2 separate regions of the Sus scrofa genome follow, and region 2 is linked to region 1. The links are chromatin contacts, called in public Hi-C maps. All regions are on one chromosome and are shown on one strand. The core of a region is the stretch at or near the end of the contact, and the rest is flanking DNA. Distances in the headings are between cores, read along the strand shown.

What was found. Hi-C and Micro-C count contacts between places; a contact is called where the count stands out from the background.
Region 2: a Hi-C map of skeletal muscle shows a contact between it and region 1, with 8 times the contacts expected there. The contact joins the promoter of FAM162B here to the enhancer-like site in region 1. A contact is called at or near these places in 5 of 47 Hi-C or Micro-C datasets (embryonic fibroblasts, epiblast stem cells, fetal skeletal muscle and 1 more).

Annotation. Positions count from the first base shown.
Region 1 is chr1:44,482,058-44,489,107 of Sscrofa11.1, reverse strand. ROS1 (proto-oncogene tyrosine-protein kinase ROS) reads right to left here. Exons shown (of 44, transcript XM_021089102.1): 29 at 5,629-5,773; 30 at 4,627-4,859; 31 at 4,343-4,519. Among named protein-coding and RNA genes, the nearest start is that of VGLL2, 72 kb to the left of the region's middle. Within about 2 kb of position 4,442, at least 1 of the 83 cell types and tissues checked has an H3K27ac peak or open chromatin away from gene starts, as enhancers often do. A contact at or near this core is called in skeletal muscle, where this site is marked.
Region 2 is chr1:44,887,021-44,894,070 of Sscrofa11.1, reverse strand. It overlaps FAM162B (protein FAM162B), which reads right to left and starts at 4,489. Exons shown (of 5, transcript XM_005654391.3): 1 at 4,036-4,489; 2 at 3,799-3,888; 3 at 3,781-3,796; 4 at 711-819. The coding sequence starts at 4,207. It overlaps LOC110260274 (a long non-coding RNA gene), which reads left to right and starts at 4,488. Exons shown (of 3, transcript XR_002343261.1): 1 at 4,488-4,622; 2 at 6,578-6,666.

The DNA.
Region 1 (7,050 bases), core at 3,193-5,692:
AAGTTTATCCTTTTCTCCTTTCCTTTCTAAAGAAAAGATTCATTAAAATCCATGTATTCACCCTCGTCACTCACCCCTCAGAGTTTCATTGTGAGGTTATAGGGCCATTCCTAGCTGTCCTATCATCATGAGGTAGGTTCAAGTTGCTCAAAAAAAAATAGAACTTTCTGACTAGAGGTCATCACCAGCACATGGCCTTTGGCTGTGCTCATCGGGTACTACTTATAGATGGTCACACATGTAGAAATTACGCTATCTTCCATTTTCAGCTTCATGATTTCCTAAGTGTATGGAACCTGTACTAAGCAAGTGTAGAGAAGTTCTGAAACAAAAGCATCACATGAAAGTCATGAGGCATCCAAAAAGGAAGAGAAGAGGTAAAACTGTCACTGTATGCAGATGACATGACACTATATATAGAAAACCCCAAGGACTCAAACCAAAAACTACTTGAACTGATCAACAAATTCAGCAGAGTTGCAGGATATAAGATTAACATTCAGAAATCAGTCACATTTCTGTATAAAAACAATGAAATATTAAAAAAGGAACACAGAAATAAAATACCTTTTAAAATTGCACCCCAAAAAATCAAATACCTGGGAATACACCTGACCAAGGAGGTAAAAGACTTATATGCCAAGAACTATAAAACATTCATCAAGGAAATTAAAGAAGATGTAAAGAAATGGAAAGATACTCCATGCTCATGGGCAGGAAAAATTAATAGTGTAAAAATGGCCATACTACCCAAAGCAATAGACAGATTCAATGCAATCCCTATCAAAGTACACATGACATTCTTCACAGAACTAGAACAAACAATCCAAAAATGTATATGGAACCACAAAAGACCCAGAATTGCCAAAGCAATTCTGAGGAACAAAAACCAAGCAGGAGGCATCGCTCTCCCAGACTTCAGGCAATATTACAAAGCCACAGTCCTCAAGACAGTGTGGTACTGGTACCAAAACAGACAGACAGACAGACAGACAGACAGACCAATGGAACAGAATAGAGAACCCAGAAATAAACCCAGACACCTATGGTCAATGAATCTTTGACAAAGGAGGCAAGAACATAAAATGCGGGGAGGAAAACAGTCTTTGCAGCAAGTATTGCTGGGAAACCTGGACAGCTGCATGCAAATCAATGAAACTAGAACGCACCCCCTCACACCATGCACCGAAATAAACTCAAAATGGCTGAAAGACTTAAATATAAGACAAGACACCATCAAGCTCCTGGAAGAGAACACAGGCAAAACATGCGCTGACATCAACCTTACAAATGTTTTCTCAGGTCAGTCTCCCAAAGCAACAGAAAATAAAAGCAAAAATAAACCGATGGGACCTCATCAAGCTGACAAGCTTTTGCACAGCAAAGGAAACCAAAAAGAAAACAAAAAGACAACTTACAGAATGGGACAAAATACTTTCAAATGATGCAACTGACAAGGGCTTAAGCTCTAGAATATACAAACAGCTTATACAACTCGACAGCAAAAAAGCCAACAACCCCATTGAAAAAAATGAGCAAAACACCCGAATAGACATTTCTCCAAGGCAGATGTACAGATGGCCGACAAGCACATGAAAAAATGCTCAACATCCCTGATTACTAGAGAAATGGAAATCAAAACCACCATGAGATACCACCTCACACCAGTCAGAATGGCCATCATTAATAAGTCCACAAAGAACAAATGCCCAAGGGGGTGTGGAGAAAAGGGAAGCCTCCGGCACCGTTGGTGGGAATGGAAGCTGGTACCACCACTGTGGAGAACAGTATGGAGGTACCTTAGGAAACTATACATAGAACTACCATATGACCCAGCAATCCCACTCTTGGGCATATATCCAGACACAACTTTCCTTGAAAAAGACACGTGCACCTGCATGTTCATTGCAGCTCTGTTCACAACGGCCAAGACATGGAAACAACCCAAATGTCCATTGACAGATGATTGGATTGGGAAGATGTGGCATATATACACAACGGAATACTACTCAGCCATAAAAAAGAACAAAATAATGGCATTTGCAGCAACATGGATGGAACTAGAGTCTCTCATACTGAGTGAAGTAAGTCAGAAAGACAAAGACAAATACCATATGATATCAGTTCTATCTGGAATCTAATATATGGCACAAATGAACCTTTCCATAGAAAAGAAAATCATGGACCTGGAGAATAGACTTGTGGTTGCTAAGGGGGAGGGGGAGGGGGAGTGAGTGGGGTGGATGGGGTGCTTGGTGTTAACAGATGCAGTTTATTGCCTTTGGAATGGATTAGCAATGAGATCCTACTGTGTAGCACTGGGAACTATGTCTGGTCACTTATGATGGAGCATGATAATGTGAGAAAAAAGAATGTATACATGTATGTGTAACTGGGTCACCATGCTATACAGTAGAAAAAAAATTGTATTGGGGAAATAATAATTTAAAAGGAAAAGAAGAGAAAAAAAAAAAGAAAGTCATGAGGACTGAACTAGGTAGTCCCTGTCTGCTGTCCCTCTCCCAAACTTTGAGAAGTGGGGTGGGTGACAATGAGACATGTTCCTTCCATGGATGGACCAAGCAGGCCTGCCATAGTGATGAGTCAGGCCCCGAGGGTCCTCCTCTGCCTAACTGGGGATATGTGACTCATCAAGGCACCTGTCTGGGTCTCTAGCTTCTCATCAGTAAAATGAGAGGCTAGAGTCATCACCTCTAAGGTCCGTCCTCATTTCACTTCTTTGATCTGGAAAAAATCTTTGCATCCTTCCCCTTGACTTCACACTGAACTGCATCAGGCTGACTTAAATGGATGTCCAAAAAGAAATGATCCTTCACTTTCTCCTATTTAAAACTTAATTTTTTATGAAATGACCATTTTTCAAATTGGCAACAAATCTTCATAAACATGCTCAATGGGAAAAGTCCAATTAAACTTTTGGACTTAACTCAGTATTCACTGTTTTGTATTTGTCATAGTTTTTATCTAAAAAGTACAAGATTACCAAAAATAGGAGTTCCCATCATGGCTCAGTGATTAACGAACCCGACTAGCAGCCATGAGGACGCAGGTTCGATCCCTGGACTCACTCAGTGGGTTAAGGATCTGGCATTGCCGTGAGCTGTGGTGTAGGAGGCAGACGAAACTCAGATCCCGCATTGCTATGGCTGAGGTGTAGGCAAGCAGCTGTAGCTCCAATTCGACCCCTAGACTGGAAACCTCCATGTGCCTCGGGTGCGGCCCTAAAAAAAAAAAAAAACCAAAAAGATTACCAAAAATATTTTATTTCGTAAAATTTTAAAACATCCTGGAGAGCAACTTCAGTTTTAAAGAAATATGAAGCCAGGACTATACTGATTTTTTTTTTTTAAGTTCCTTCTGGACAAAACACTCCCAACCAATCTTTACAAATGTGGATATGCAAATATATAATAGTGAAAAAGGAAATGTCACAATTATAAAAACTTAATAGTCTATTAAGTGTATCAGTATAAAAATCAATGTAGACTTTCCTGGAAATGAATTCATTAATTGATGCATAAATTTAATAGGTATTTTCACAATGGTTAAACCATAAAGATTTTTGGATGAATAACCATTTAAAGTTTACGATCAATATCAAACTAGTATAGGATAAACTGGCTTTATATTTTATTTCTCTCCTGTTGCCATATTACCTTTAAATGGTTGAAAGAACATTTCTAAACAATACTAAGTTTATATTTATTCACTTCTTTCATTTTTTTCATAGAAAACACCAAATTGTTATGGACTTTAAACTAGAGGACCAAGCTGATAACATCTAAAGTAAGTAAAATATTATGAAACCAGTGAACCATAACTTATATCCTACTTATGGAAACTTTTAAGAGCAATTTAATCTCTCCGATAATTTTTTCCATCAGAAATTAATTAGTCTAGATGGCTTACTGCTTCTATCTGGAAAACCTGAATTGATGAATGCTGACAACTATATTGCTCATTTATACAATTGAATGCCCTAGAGATATTTTTTTAAAGGCCTTCTGATTTATTCTATAGCATAAAACAAAGATTTGCATTAAAAGTGTATGGTGAGGAGTTTCCATTAATGGCTTAGCGGGTTAAGAACCTGACATAGTATCCGTGAGGTTGCAGGTCCAATCCCTAGCCTCACTCAGTGGGTTAAGGATCTGGTGTTGCCACAAGGTGCGGTGTAGGTTGTAGATGTGGCTCAGATCTGGTGTTGCTGTGCCTGTGCTTGTGGCCTTAGCTGCAGCTCTGATTCGAACCCTAGCCTGGGATCTTCCATTTGCCTTGGGTGCATCCATTTAAAAAAAAATAAGTGTATGGTGAGATGTACCTTTTGGAGTTCAAACCAGAAGCTGATGAGGTTAACATTAGATGGAGCCTTCCAACCTAGTTGCAAACTCGTGTTCTCTGGAGCCAAGGCATAAGGTTTCTCTGGTGTGTCAAACGTTTCAACAGTGACAGGCTGACTCTCTGCACACCACATTTCCTCAGCATGGCAGGCCAGAACCTTTTCGTTAAAAAAAACAAAAACAAACAAACAAAAAAAACTGCTTAACCTTTCTTGAACCTTGCACTTGAGAATGGCAATGAAAGTACCCAATACACTCACCGTACCTTTAACACATAAAGTTTTCCACCAGACAGTCTAGTAACAAGGAGAGAGAGCCTTCCATTTGGATATTCACTTGGCCTGAGTGGAGTCTCGGGAACTGAAGCCAGGTGCGAGATTGCCACCTGATAGCGGACCAACTCTTTAGGTCCGTTTGGCTTGTGAGATTCTCTCCAGGATATAACAAGGCTGGTGTCTGACTGCACAGTTGTGTTAATGAGCTCAACTGCCTCTGGTACTGAAATAAATAGCAACGCACAATAAGTGATGTTGCAACAGCACTGAAAGATGGAAAGAAGTAATGGAGTCTTGGTTGAGGAATAAGCATATCATGTGAGCAGAATGAATGACAGATGTTCTGAAGGAAAGCCAGCCTCTTATGTAACACTAAGTTAACAGACTGCCTGAAAGGCTCTTGCTTATTTTTGCCTAATAACTGAATCATTCTCTGACTCCAGCTCAAGGATATGGCCAATGATGATGAGTAACCTAATTCAAGTGAGTTTTGTGAATGCCATCAGCAACCTGTGAAAGAAATGACATCCACTCATAATAACCTCCACCTCTTAAAACACCTTTATAGATTCTAGATCCATTTTCTCTAAGGCAATGATGTTATATTACTTTATATCTCAGTCGCCACGGTAAAATTCTCAAAGAAAAAAGAATTGGCTTTCCTAGGTCTCACCACATGGACAGAGACTGATAAATACACAGGAAGAGAGTGACACTCTGTGGTGAGTCCAAAGAATGTGTTTCCAGTCACCCAGAATTGATCATGTTTTGCCTTATGGTTGCTTTTTCATTTTGGTGGGATATTATCCATCATCTTCTGGTGTTAGGATAAGGATTATGCCATCAGACTATTCCACAAGTACATTTTTCTTTTAAGCTTTAAAATCTCACATAAAGATTACTTAGCATCCAGATAAAAACTAATGGAGGCATACACATCACAAGTATTGCAAAATTCCGCTCTAGAAACCCACACCACGCACATAACTCACCTCCACTTTTAGTTTTTCCCCAAATCTCTTTTCCCAGAGGTAATTGTTCCAAAGGATCTGAATAATAATTCTTTACAGCTATCTGTATCATATATGTTGAAAATGGTTGTAAACCTTCAATAAGGGCTATACTCTCCTGAAATTCCTGTAATTAATTTAAAAAAAAATCAATGTCTGATTCTGATTTTTTGCACAAATGAGAATTTAATTAAAGAGAGAAAAAAACTAAAATACTCAAAAAGTTAATTAATTTTTCAGTCTTGCATCATAGTGACAATGTTCACTGTCCTAGTCTGCCCAGACCTGAGTGGTTTAATGTCTCCAGGAATAAATGCCAAATGATTGGCCACCCTCAGTTAATTCTGTGACATAGTCATTTCACGTAGAAAGCAAAATTCCCAGAGGAAGACACTATCTCATTAGCAGCACATTAGAAATTCAGCAAGAAGGTATTAAAACGATGTGACATAAGTGAACATGATAAAAGATGAAGCTACCTTGATCATTCTTAGAAATAAAGTTTAAGAAACTAAAAAGGCTTTCCTTAGACCAGTGGTTCTCAACTTTGGAATCATCTGGGACATTTTAAGAAAATACTGACGCCTGGGTCCCACCCTCAGAGATTCTGATTGTACTGGTCTGACGGGAAGTATGCGCTCAGATATTTTAAAAGCTTCAATGTGCCAAGGTTGAGAACCACTCACTGCCTTTGACTATATTAATCAGTGTGAAGACAGTAAGATAGGTTAGCTCTATTAAGAGAAATGTCCAATGCAGCAGCCCTATCTTGGTCAGCCAAATGACCCAATCTGTCTCTGAAACAACTCCCCTTAGAAATGTGTAAATAAAGATTAAAATGGACAAAATTTTATAATAAATAAATAAATATCTTTTTTAAAAAAATAGTTAAAGGAAGTAACAAGAACTAGGTGTACTTCCTGGCAAAATATATAGTACTTAATGTCCAAAAGATGAGAGTCAATTTCACCTCTTAACTTGATTAAATAATAAGCACAAAGAAATGTACTGGATACATATGATCTCATCACAAGAATAACTGGAACACCAGTGCTAATAATGGAATGAGTTGTGTCCATTCATTCATTCAAAAAATATCTAGTGAATACCTACACAAGGATGCTAAGAACTGTGCTAGATGCTAGGAAAACAATGATGAATAAAAACAGACATAGTCCCTGCATAATAGGACACTTCACAACATATAGAAAATAAACAAAATACATTGTACAATTTCTATATTAGCTATATGCTGCTGAGGAGAGGTATACAATAATGTCCTGTCTAATTCACTTCTTGCCCCCTCAGTATGTCGGAGAGGCCACAAAAACTGTTTCTATCACTTCCTGGGGATAATTAGATAATCACAGAGGGCAGCAAACTTGGATCTTTCAGGACACTCAG
Region 2 (7,050 bases), core at 3,240-5,739, 400 kb before region 1:
GTGCCACAATGAAGAGGGGCACCGATAAACTGGGTTGTGTCCAGAGGAGAGTTCAAAATAGAGGAAAATTGTTAAGGATGAAGAAATTAAGACTGGAGAAATGAAGACTCCACAAAGATGTGTCAGATACCTCAATGTTTGTGGGTCTGCTCTTCAAGTAAAAAGTGTTTCACAGCTGAAATAATATGAGGAAACAAGAGGGAAAATCAGAGCGTTAATTTGCTTGTAGCTTCCCTCTAGAAACCACACACTGGTGATGCCAAGGAAAGGGTTCATACACAGGATACAGGCAAACTGGTCTGCCTTGCTCACCACTTCCAACTTTGCATCTCTATTTCATGATTCTGTGCAACAGCTAATTGAGTTCATGATTTAAGGAATGATCTAGTTTGGATAACTTTCATACAACGAAGTTCTTGCACAGATTTTAACTAGGTTATAAACTGTCATTTTTTTTTTTTTTGGTTTGTTTTTGCTTATCTAAAAATGGAAACAAGTTTCTGTCCCTCCTGTCCATATAGTTAATTTGTTGATTCAAATTTTCATGAATGATTTTGTTGCCAGCATGATAGACATATGTGGTGCCTCAAAGTGTCTGAGATGAAGCCCTTCTTACACTGAAAGAAGAGCAATAAGCCCCCAAAGGAGAATAAAGCTCCTAATCTTTATTAAAATTCACAAGTCTAGCTTTACTTTAAAGAGGTACTCACCCTTTTGGCTGATGCTATCACTGCAAAACAGGCGATAATTGTCAGTCCAATCATTATGTAACAGGCTTTCACTCGTGCTTTGTTTCTTGCAGCATCTATCATTTCTGGCCTAAACCAAGATGTGTATTCTATTAATGACACTAAAGCAATATGCTTTACCACCTGGCATAACAGACAATGATGTCTTATGAAAATATTCCAAACATCTTCTTGAATGAAATGGCAGATGTGAAAGACTTCCAAATGCTAGCACATTATCTTACCAATTGCAAATTAAGAGGTATTTATTCAGGTCCTAATTACTGTCAGGCGCTATGAAACCACGGTGCAGTATATTTAGTTTCTAACTGTTCAAAATATAACTGCTAGAGATTACAACCTGACTCTCCATTATTTTTGTTTCAATCATTGGGATAAAAGGAAGACACACGCCTATGTGTGTCTATGACTCCCGTTCATTTGGCCCCTGTCTTAAGTGGGCTTTGTTGTCAGTTTTAAACAAGTTGCTTTTTAAAACTCATTTTCATCATTTTGCCTTTTCACTGGTCTCCAAATCTCTTCTTGCCCCTTCCCATCCTACTTCCATTAAACAGACTATTAAACATTTTGTGAAAATGATTCATACTGCTATGATACATTTCATTATATATTTCATGAGAATGTCTGTTAGAGAAAAGGTGTTTCCTTCATGGCTTTTGCATGAAGTTTTCAAAAGAAGTGATCAAAATCACAGTAATTTCTTGAAGAAAAGATAAACACACCTTTGTTTTCTTATTATAATTCTGATATTTTAATATGATTACTTGAATACTGCATAACCTTATTTATTAATAAAGTTATATGCTAGTTGTCTAAGATTTTAGCAAAGCAGTGTTACAAAAGTAAACATGCTTGTGGGCCTTTTTTCCTGAAGTAAACTTTAACAATTTGCAGTAATATGAAATGATAGTTTATAAATACACATAATTGAAGAATGATTTTTGAGAATGTATTCAGTGGTATTCTTTCTTCTCTATGTCAAGTATAAATAAAATGTACTTACATGAAAAAAGAATTTCAGAAAGATAATTTGCAATTCCTCTCAAAAACAAACAAAAAAAAATTCTTTTAACTTTCACCAGTGAAAAGAACACAGAAATCAATATCTAGCTTGTTTTCCTCAGGTTTTAGGCAGATTAATGTAAATCTTAAGAAATTAGTTGTAAACAGGTGAATGTTAGGATTTTATTAGATTATACTTGTTATGACTTTTGTTCCAGATGGAAACTAAAAGATCTGATCTTTTTTACCCATCCATTTGGCTTTGATCTGCTATGCCAAATTAGTTTAACACTGAAAAGAAAAGTGCAGTTATTATTAAATATCATTAGTGTATGGTACGAAAATTATAGGTTACTTGTTATTATGTCCATTAAGAACATAAAAGTGAAAGCCGTTTACATTGTAAATCTAACACAGCTTAGGAGGCATATCTGTCTTAAACAGCAATGCTTTTTAACAAATTATAGAAAATTAAAATAAAAAATATTCTAATACTTTTCATGTTCCCAACCAAAAACTGCAACACTTTTCGTAGGCACCTTGTTATTACATTCTGTTTATAATATTTCTTTTGACAGTGATCCTGGGGAAATTATTTCTGTAATGTGGATCTCTACATATACAACTACAGTAATGCAATATTGTCCCTTGACAAGCATTAATTTACAATAATGCAGGTTCTTTAAATTCTGGATTATTCAGTTGCAGCACTAGAACTCAAAATCAAAAAATACTAAGAATGGTGTTTTAAGCTTCTCTGTGGCTAATTTCTGTTTGGGGCTACGTCTGTAGTTTAGAGGCTATTATAGCTCTCCAGGAAAACAAAATATGCTTTATAAAATATTACCAAATAACATCTTGGTTGAATAAATGCTGAAAAGAGATTTCAAATTCTATTTTATTTCAAATTCTATGTCCATTTCTCATCAAATAATTTGATAAAAAAAGAAATTAAAATTTTGAGCATTCATTATTGAATGAACATTTCCCACCAGTATTTCTTCCATTTATTTGAGATGCTTTTGGTAACCAATAAATTAATAATCAATAAAAGTGTGGACAATATGCACAGAACAAGATGTAGTCCCCCATGTCCATTATCCAGTCTATCAGGCATTGATTACCTCATATAAATCTATTTGAACATTTAAAATTCTTATTTGATATAATTCTAGCCTCCTTGTTTTTTAAGATTAGTTTAAAAAGTAGTAGAGTAATTTTATTCTTAGTTTCCTTCCTTCCCCTTTTTAAACACTCCCTTGAAAAGTGCTGGGAAGATTTTTGGACTTTGCATAAACTGAAGCTATAGGAATATTGTTTTTACCGGTTATATTTACTTTTTTTTTTTTTTTTTTTTTTTAAATTTAGCATTAGCAGAAAGGAGCTGAAGTTGGCAGCTTGAGTTTTATCAAGCGAACCTCTGTCTTCGGTTTGGGATGGGGGAAGTGGCCAGAGACGCTGATGCATAGTGAGTCCTAGTCCAAGAATCCCGGGCTCAGAGGGCTGCAGAACCGCGTATACCAGGCATCTCCCTCTCCAGGAGTGGATGTGGCTTCTTCCCAGAGACTCTCCAGCCACCCCACGAGCCATGATTACTCCTTGGGTGCAGCAGGAAGCCGCCGCCCTGAACAGAGCCCCTCTTTCTCTGTTGTCCCCGCAGCCCCTTGGGTGCTCGAGAGGACAACGGTGCCTTCGGTTAGGCCTAAGTACTCCTCTGTCTCACCACCTGGAGCTCGCTAGGGGCGGGTATCCGGGCGCCATGGAAGTGCCCATTGAACTTCAGGGTTTTCACTCAACTCCAACAATCCCCTTTTCCGCTTAGTTTAGTTCCCAGACTAGTCAGGAAGCTTGGCATTTAACCGTACTAGGGGGCCGTAGACAAATTCCTTAAGGTGGAAGGTATTGCTAGGAAGACCTGCTTGGCTCCGCGGCCGCCTTCGTTCTAGGTCGAGAGGTGAGTGGATAGACCCTCCAACCCCAGCGCCCTCCCCGGCGCACGCACCCGGGGCCAGGCACAGGCTACACTTACGGGATCCTAGGGGGATCTCTTCCATCGCTTTGAAACGTCCGGTCCACAGCAAGATCTTCTTGTCGAATTGCGACGGCTTATGCTCGGCGGGGACCCTGTGGACCCTCCCTGCTGCGAAAGCGACAGGCTTGGTGTTGGTCGGAAGAACCGACAGACCGACGGCACAGAGAATCACCCCTCAATCCCCTAGCCGCGGCTCCTCGCCCGCCCCTCCTCGGACCCCTCGCTCCCAGGCCATTTCCAGCCCCCACTCACCGGAACCCTGAGGCTCCGAGCCGCCCGGGGCCCCGCCACTGGAGTACTGAGGAAGACCCCGGGGCCGGAGAGATGCTACCGGCCGCCTCGAGGTTTCTGGCGGTGCTCCCGGGGCGCAGCGGGGGATGCACCCCGAGCGGAGGCGCAGGAGGCTCCCGACCGCGGCGAGCATGATGCGCCTTGTTCCCGCGCCCGCGGCGAGCCGGAGCCCGCGCTTGAGCTCCGGGGGCCCCCTGCCCCTCCCCACTTCGCGTCGCTCCCGGGGGAGCCCCAAGCGCGCAGCTGGAGTCCGACGTGCCCACCCTCGGCTCCCGGACCCGCCCCCTGCCGGCGACCCGAGACCGGGACATCGCGACCCCAGGGCTGAGTCCTTCGCCTGGTAGGACTCAGGGAGCGGCCTGCCTCTGCTGGACTACTTTCCTCCGAGACGGCTCCGTGCGGCTGGTTTTAAGGGCATTTCTTACTCTTGAGTAGAAACGTGTTTTCATCGGGCTTTCGCCCTTTGGTTCCACTGTTCCCTGCCCAAGGGAATAAATCTCCCTCCTCTTCTCCAGGGAAAGCCAACAGTCGCTCCAAATGTTTACCAAGTAAGTGTAAGGACTTTGTCAAAAGACTTCTGATTTTCCCATGAGGACGTATTTTGAAGTTAGCGCCTCACCCCGCCCTCCACTCCCATACTTTTATCGTTTCTGGGCAAAACAACGGCAACTGCTTTTTGTTACCTCTTCATGTCTTAGACCAGAAAGTCCCCAAACTCCCTGTCAAAGGAGCTTTTCTTCTACTTTCCACCATCTTCCCTCTCAAAAAGAGGGCAGAATCCACTATTCTCTGGGATTTAAATGAGAGCAGGGACTCAGAGAAGGCAGAGAAGGGCTCTTAGGAAAGCTAAGTGGAAGGAACTTACTTTTTCTACCTACTCATAGTCCGGGGAAGACAGATCTCAGCCAAGTGGAAGCGCCCTTAAGAACCCAGCCCCAGGCCCAGCCCATCCTCCCCTTGACTGTCTCTGAGGTTCTTCCCCTGCCCAGACACTAACTTACTTTTAGTTGGATTTTCAGGTGTTTCTTTTCTCCCTAACTAGACTTTAGGCACTTGAAGGCAAGATCTCTGTCTTTCACATAATGGTATTTAACAAAAGAACACAGATGCATAACTCTGTAAAGAAATACGCATTTACAGGAGTGATTTTAGAAAGAATGTTAGCTTTGCCTTCATTCAACTTTAAACCCCTGATTTGTGACTTAAGGGTTACACAGTTATGAGGAGATCATTTTGGGGAGCCACACCCACAGCGTTCAGAAGTTCCTGGGCCTCACCATAGCAGCAACCCAAGCCACAGCAGTGACAATGCCTGATCCTTAACCTGCTGAGCCACCAGGGAACTCCCTATGAGCAAATCATTCAAGTCATCAATCTTGGCCTCATTTGTAAAATGAGAATTCCTGCCTCTCAAGTTCATTCCTGCAACCACTACAAAACAAACAAAACCCATACTGTATACACCAGCTACTTCTCAGAGCTGGACATGGAGCTGTGAACAATGCCAAGTGGGGGTTAGTAGATGAAGCAAAAAAAGCAAGATGAAACAAAGTAAGTAGGCATGAGGTGGAAGGATGGTTAGGGATACCCCTCCAAATGTGCCTGGCACATAATAACACTTCAAAGATGTTCTTTCCCTTCACATTGTTTAACTAGTCTGGAAACAGGGGCATTTTAATTCAAGAAATCTCCTGTAGGGAACTTTAGGAAGCTATGAGCTCCCCAAGGGTCAAAATTGTCTTATTCAGCACTGTATCCCCAGGATGTAGCTGAAACATTGGCACTTAGTACATAACTTGATTTTAATCTGTCAAATGAATGAATAAATGAATGCAAATCTTCAATAATAAAATAGACTACATCTGGGCAAGTTTAAGGAAAGACTGAATACTTGAGGACATGCTACATGATGAAGGTAATGAATTCATACCTGACAGTGTTGCCATAAATAATATTTGATGGTTGCAGGAATATGCTACTTGAATAATTCTCCCATTATTCAAATGTGTTGTTTTTTTCTTTTAATATTTTCTTTTTCTTCACGTCACTGAGAAGAAAGATCCATAGAGTGAGAGAAAAACATTTCTGGGAAACAACCAATTGTTAATAGTTCATTAAAGTTCACCAAGGCTTATTAAACTAGTTTGGCGAAATAAGTTTATTTCCCTGGAGAGAAGAGAACCAAACGTCAGACATCTACGCATGATTTTCTATTTCAAGCTTCTCTATCATTGAGGAACCACAGGGCAAGAGAACCATGGCTTATGTCATGAGAGAAAGAACAGTTTGCATTCTATTCTCTCTTCCTGATGGGATTAAAATGTCATTATCTGGCAGTGTTCTACATTTAAAAAAATTACAGCTGCACAAGTGATGCTTTCTTTAGCTCTAGAATTGGAACAACCACCAAAAACAAACAAAAGAAAAGAAAAAAACCCTTCAAGTCAACTCCTAATCGAAAGAAAAGCTAATTATATTCCTTTCTGTTTTTCTTTTAAACCAGAACAGCTCATTTACTCATTCAGCATATGTTCACTGAGTGTTTCCTATGTGCTGGGTACTGTTCAGGACTCTGAGATTACAACATAACAGGTAAGCATACAAAAATCTTTTCTCCTCACTGAGCTCATTACTAACGGTGGTTTCAGGCTACCAGTTCTGTACTATATTGTTTTTCACTCCAGTGTTTCATATAATTTGCATATACTGTTTTCACTTTGGTTCCTTCAAGTCTTGTTTTGATTTGTATGGTTTACATCCCCATTTCCTACAGGTTAATTTACTTCTTCCTTAAGATATATTGTTATAACTAGGAATAAATTTTAAATAAAGCTATGAGATAGATTAAAGGGAAAGTGTGGGTGATTTTTTATTTTTCAAAAACTCACTGTAGGCTATTCTATGCTCAGCACGGGGCTAAGGCAGGAAATCCAAAGATTGCTGTAGTCTGGCTGGGATGATATTCCCTCATCAGGA